2 separate regions of the Zea mays genome follow, and region 2 is linked to region 1. The links are chromatin contacts, called in public Hi-C maps. All regions are on one chromosome and are shown on one strand. The core of a region is the stretch at or near the end of the contact, and the rest is flanking DNA. Distances in the headings are between cores, read along the strand shown.

Evidence for each region. A called contact is a pair of places that touch in the nucleus more often than the background predicts.
Region 2: a Hi-C map of leaf shows a contact between it and region 1, with 4 times the contacts expected there. The contact joins the promoter of LOC100192821 here to the promoter of LOC103639606 in region 1. A contact is called at or near these places in 3 of 25 Hi-C or Micro-C datasets (ear, leaf and tassel).

What each region holds. Positions count from the first base shown.
Region 1 is chr9:160,485,738-160,488,437 of Zm-B73-REFERENCE-NAM-5.0, reverse strand. It overlaps LOC103639606 (UDP-galactose/UDP-glucose transporter 4), which reads left to right and starts at 1,304. Exons shown (of 8, transcript XM_035962770.1): 1 at 1,304-1,385; 2 at 1,474-1,695; 3 at 2,015-2,043; 4 at 2,164-2,365. The coding sequence starts at 1,564.
Region 2 is chr9:160,724,842-160,727,541 of Zm-B73-REFERENCE-NAM-5.0, reverse strand. LOC100192821 reads right to left here and starts at 1,332. Exons shown (of 6, transcript NM_001138012.1): 1 at 1,228-1,332; 2 at 943-1,145; 3 at 577-689; 4 at 229-458. The coding sequence starts at 1,048.

The DNA.
Region 1 (2,700 bases), core at 55-2,554:
TGAAGATAGAAACCTTTATAAGGTTGTCGTCAGCGCTTCACGGTAAATGCCCCGTTATCGAACATACGGGGTGGACTATCCCCCCACGAATGCCTCCTACCGCTCATCATGAACATTCCCCACATATGAAGGGACGAGAGGGACGAGAGATTTCCCCGTATGTGATGGGAAGCAATGTCCCTATGGAAGCCATCGGAAGGCGCGAGTGAATGTTTCGCAACGGTGACGAAGAAGAAAGCGCTCTGGCGGAGTCAAGCAACCAGGCTGGACGGCGAGGGCGCCACCGATGGAGTTGCAGGACCGGCGTTTGTATCGTGCCACCGCAAAAGCACATATCTCCTGTCCCTCTCTCTGCTGCTCCGTGCGAGATCCCGCTAAGCTTCTCGCTCGCCACATCATGCTTGTTTGGAAACTTTATTTTTCTAATTGATTCTTATTTTCTCATAGAGAAATAAACTAATTTCCATAGTGAAAACGAAAATCACTTGAAAAAATAGAATTACTAAATTAGTTCTAAAGGATATCTAGATGTATTAAAATATAATAGAAAGTGTAAATAGATTAAACTGTATTGGGAATGGTTGGAGACCGTCTAAATACACCTCTAATATATACTACTACTCACGAATATGAGAAACACTGTCCAAGCAATTTACTTTCTTTCTTTCTCAGTAGTGTGTTTTGGTTCATCTGCGGGCCAACAAACTGTGAGGGCTTGTTTGGATCCAAACATAGCCAGGGTTGAGGTTTTACACCTGTCGAAAATAGGCATTGATTAAGTGATATCATCCTTTGCTGAGCAAGACGATCTGGAGCATTCATTTGCTGAAAATAGACCAACACTGACGCGCTTCCCTCCTGTTCCCGCTGACAAGCGGTCCCATCAGAGTCGTGAGCCCACCTGTCAAGCACCGTAGACGAGACTAGCGACCTGCAGAATCACTGGGTGCATGTGCATTGCATGAGTGCATCAACGCCGTGGCGCGCCGCGTGGTGCGCATCGGCAAGTGCCCTGCCTGCCGCCGGCCGCCGCTGACTGATCTGGATGACGAGCAAAAGATGGCCAGATGGGTGACGCAGCTGTAGTAGCTGTGAATCTCTGAGAAATCCGGCAGCTGCAGCTCTCCATGACTGACTTGAGCGAGGACGACGACGCTACGACTCCTCGCCTCCTCTAGTCCTAGGAATAGAATCCTTGGCGGCTTGGCCTGCATGCAGTTGGCGTATCTTCATTTTATTTATTTATTTATTTATTTATTGTGTTTGTGTATATATAAGGGCGGTTATCATATCTTGGCGAGTAGCAGCTGCGGACTTGCGAGCCCAGGCAGGAGAGGACTCGTCCACATCTATTCCTTCCTTGTTCGGCCGCCCTTCCTCAGTTGGTCGTCCCCTCTTACCATTACTTCTCCTCCTCCCTCGCCCCGTCGGCGGGCGGCCATTGACGACTGGATCCTTCATTCTTGTTCTCAGGGGAAGGACGACCCAAGACAGGAGGAGGAGGAGGAGGAGGAGGAGGAGGAGGAGGAGGAGGAGGAGGAGGAGGAGGAGGACAGTGCCGCCATGACCGGAGGAGGGGAGGAGCAGGGGAGGTCGCTGTTCGGCGTGTCTCTGACAAACAGGCCTAGGTGGCAGCAGTTCATGATCTGCTCCTCGGGCTTCTTCTTCGGCTACCTCGTCAATGGCATCTGCGAGGTGCGTATGTTCGTTCTTCCTCTCCGGCCTTCTCCTTCCGCATACAGTTTTGACGAAGAAACGCGGTCGATTTCTCTGGTACGACGAGAGGTTTTGTACCGAGAATTCGATGGAAAAAAATTAATTGCCTGTATGCAACTAGTCTATACGGCTGCTCGTACGCAGAGAAAAAGGGGGGCAATTGTAAACTGCATTTTTCTTTCTTCCCTCGGTCCTTGTTTTCCGTCGCCATGGACTTTTTTATACGCTTGCTTGGTCAGCGTGGTTTCCTGAAACTCCCGCAAGCGAAGCTTTTTGACGAGGCTTTCTTGTCTTGTAGGAGTACGTGTACAACAGGCTTCAGTTCAGGTACACAGGTTGTGGTGGTCGCTTGCTTGCTGTGCTAGCTACGCCGGCCTAGGCGTTTCTGAATTGTTTGTTCGTTTCCCGCCGTGTCCGTGTGTGTGGCTGCACTGCACGGCACTGCAGCTACGGCTGGTACTTCACGTTTGTGCAGGGGTTCGTGTACCTGGCGCTGATACGGCTGCAGGGGTTCACGGTGAAGCAGATGGTGAACCCGTGGCGGACCTACGTGCGCCTCTCGGCGGTGCTCATGGGCTCCAATGGCCTCACCAAGGGATCCCTCGCCTTCCTCAATTACCCTGCACAGATCATGTTCAAGTCAACCAAGGTCAATTTCCTTCCTTCATTTCTTTCTACACATGATCTTTTTGGTCTTGTTTTAGCAGCTAGAAAGAAATAAAGTTCCCTTTTTTTTGCAAGGAAGAAATGGAAAGGAAACATATATATATAGTTCTTGTGATATTACAGTGCAGTCTTCTGAATGACTGAAACATTGTACACAGATAGCACAGCTATGAATGAAAAGGGAGCACAAGTAGTGTACCTGGCATCAAGATTTGATGTTTTGGTTAGGTGCCAAACTAGCCATCTATGTCATGTCTCTCTCTACTTTAGGGGTACGAATACTACATCTCTGGCTACAGCGAGAATAGCTAAGCCAAG
Region 2 (2,700 bases), core at 83-2,582, 240 kb before region 1:
ACAAGAGAAACCAATAAAACCATCATCAAGGTAAGTATGACGCTCAGGAGCGAGCGAGCGAGGGATATGATCCTGTTATATTGAAAACAAAAGAATGTCCTATTTATAATCTAGAAGCAGCTTCAGATCTATGTGAGGCAGAAAACGTGATTGGCATGTGACTGGTAGCAGCAGCAACTGAACAACACAATAACGACAGAAGGATGGCAAGTGATAAGATAAGAATACCTCTTGTCAGTGTTCTTAACAGCGGCACTAGCTTCCTCTTGTGTCTCATATTGTACAAATGCAAAGTTCCTTCGAATGCGAATGTTGGCAATCTTGCCATACGGTTCGAAATGCTTCTCAATATCTTGAACCTTAGTGCGTATGGGGTCAAAATTGATAACAAAGAGGGTTCTCGTTGGCTTTACATCCCCAGTAGGCCTATCACGGCTCTTTGGCACCGGTTCAACTTGCTGAACAAGTTAAAAAATGAATGGTGGCAATTAACACATTTATTAAAATGTTGCTCGTACAGAAAATGGAAGTGCCAAAAAAATCCATTCAGGCATAGAGCCATAGACAAGAAATTACCCTAGACCATTCCACAGAAAGCCTGCGCCGGTTGTAACCAAAAGACACATTGTCGAGACGCCTTATAGCATCCTCTGCGTCACGCTCATCTTCAAAGTAAATGAAAGCATAGCCTGCAACAGAGAAATTGAGCAGTGACTTTCAGGATTTCCCTTGCCCCCGTCACAAGTACTAGTATATAATACAACATCAAATAATTTTTTCACGGCACACTCATTAACACAAATACAAACTAGTGCGCCCGCATTTAGGACTAGATTCAGAACATGCCGAATTAGAATGTATTACTAGGCATTCGCATCGATTATCAGACACCCCCTCTACTGAATCTATGCGCCAGGCAAGTAAAGAGGAGAGATCGAGTACCTAACTTCATGTCGATCCGGCTGATGGGCCCGTACTTGGAGAAGAGGCGCTCGAGGTCGTACTGGCGGGTGTCGTGGTCGAAGTTGCCGCAGAACACCGGCCTCATGGTCTGGTCTCCGGCCCTCCGCTGCCTCCTTCAAATCTCCCTCCGTCCGTCCCAAAACCCTCGTTGTCCCCTCGGTCGGAGTTAGGCGACGCTAGCGCTGGAAAAAAAAGCGGGCCCCGTGTAATAGATCGATTGAGAGGACTAATAGCTTGCACTGGAGAGGAATGGAGAGCACCAACCTGCTAGTCGGAAGCGGGCGCGTGGTAGAAACCCTAGGGAGAGAGGTAGAGGGAGGGGCAGGGAGCGAGCAGTCGGACGCTAAACTGGAAGCAGCAGTGGAAAAAAAAAACCATGGGATTGTGACGATGTGCCGTGCGCCCGTCCGTACAGCGTGCGAGAGGTGGAAACGGGCCCGTTCGGGGGCAGGTGCAGGGCCCATGTGTGCATGTGCTGGGCCTTACGTCTCGGTAGGCTTCTGGGCTGGACCCAATCTCTGCTCCACACATCTCCTCCTCATCGATTTCAATGGGTGAAAACGGGTTGGGTATACCTGCCGGTTACAGGATACGGATAGTGTAAATACCTGTTTTTCGGATACGAATTCGGATATTTTTTATATTCGAAACGAATACGAGTAATACACGGACAGTGTAGCTTCGGATTTAGGGTCGGATACGAAGCGAGTACTATCCGATAAATACTCGAATATTCGGGTCGGATACGGATATCCGGAATTCGGGTACTCATTTTTTACATAATAATATAGTTATAAAATCATAACTTTTACATATAAAATCGAATGAAGATAAAGTTTATATGAAAATTGTAGAGCTCGAAGAAATCTATAACTTTGTAGTACATCATGTTATTGTTTAAACACATCTTTAGACCAAAATCACTAAAATAATATTCAAATTTATATTAAATTAATAGACTTTTATCATTTTCATGTAGTGTAACGCACCCACTGGGCCAGTCCGCCTAAAGCCCACCATCGCCAGCGTCGGACGTTCATGCGCTCGTGCGCAGCCTATTCAGACGGGCACCTCGCTCTCAAAACCTAGGCTGAGAGAGGAGGGAGGCCCGCCCTTATAAGTGCAACACGGCCCCCTTGGCTAGGCGAGGTGGTACTAACCCAGGGTATGCATACCGGCCCCTTACATCGTTACAATTGGTATCGGAGCCCACATTGCCGCTGCTGCCTGGGAGAGCTTTGGGCATCTTAGGGGGGTGGGATGTAAGGGGCCGGTATGCATGCCCTGGGTTAGTACCACCTCGCCTAGCCAAGGGGGCCGTGTTGCACTTATAAGGGCGGGCCTCCCTCCTCTCTCAGCCTAGGTTTTGAGAGTGAGGTGCCCGTCTGAATAGGCTGCGCACGAGCGCATGAACGTCCGACGCTGGCGATGGTGGGCTTTAGGCGGACTGGCCCAGTGGGTGCGTTACATGTAGGGACTTAAGGTTATCTTTATGTGAGAACTTAGAATTATTTTTTTATAAACTATTTAACAATGTTGATAACTTATTTGCAAATTTTGGTCGATTCTATAATTTTTTGTGAATTTAATTATAATTCGATGATTTTCTACAACAAAAGTTTAATAATACACCAAATAGCTTCGACGAGCAAACAGGCCGATGATTAGCTGCACCACGTCGGACAGCACATGCGTGTCATCCGTGCACAGGACGGACAATGGGTCACCAATTCGAGG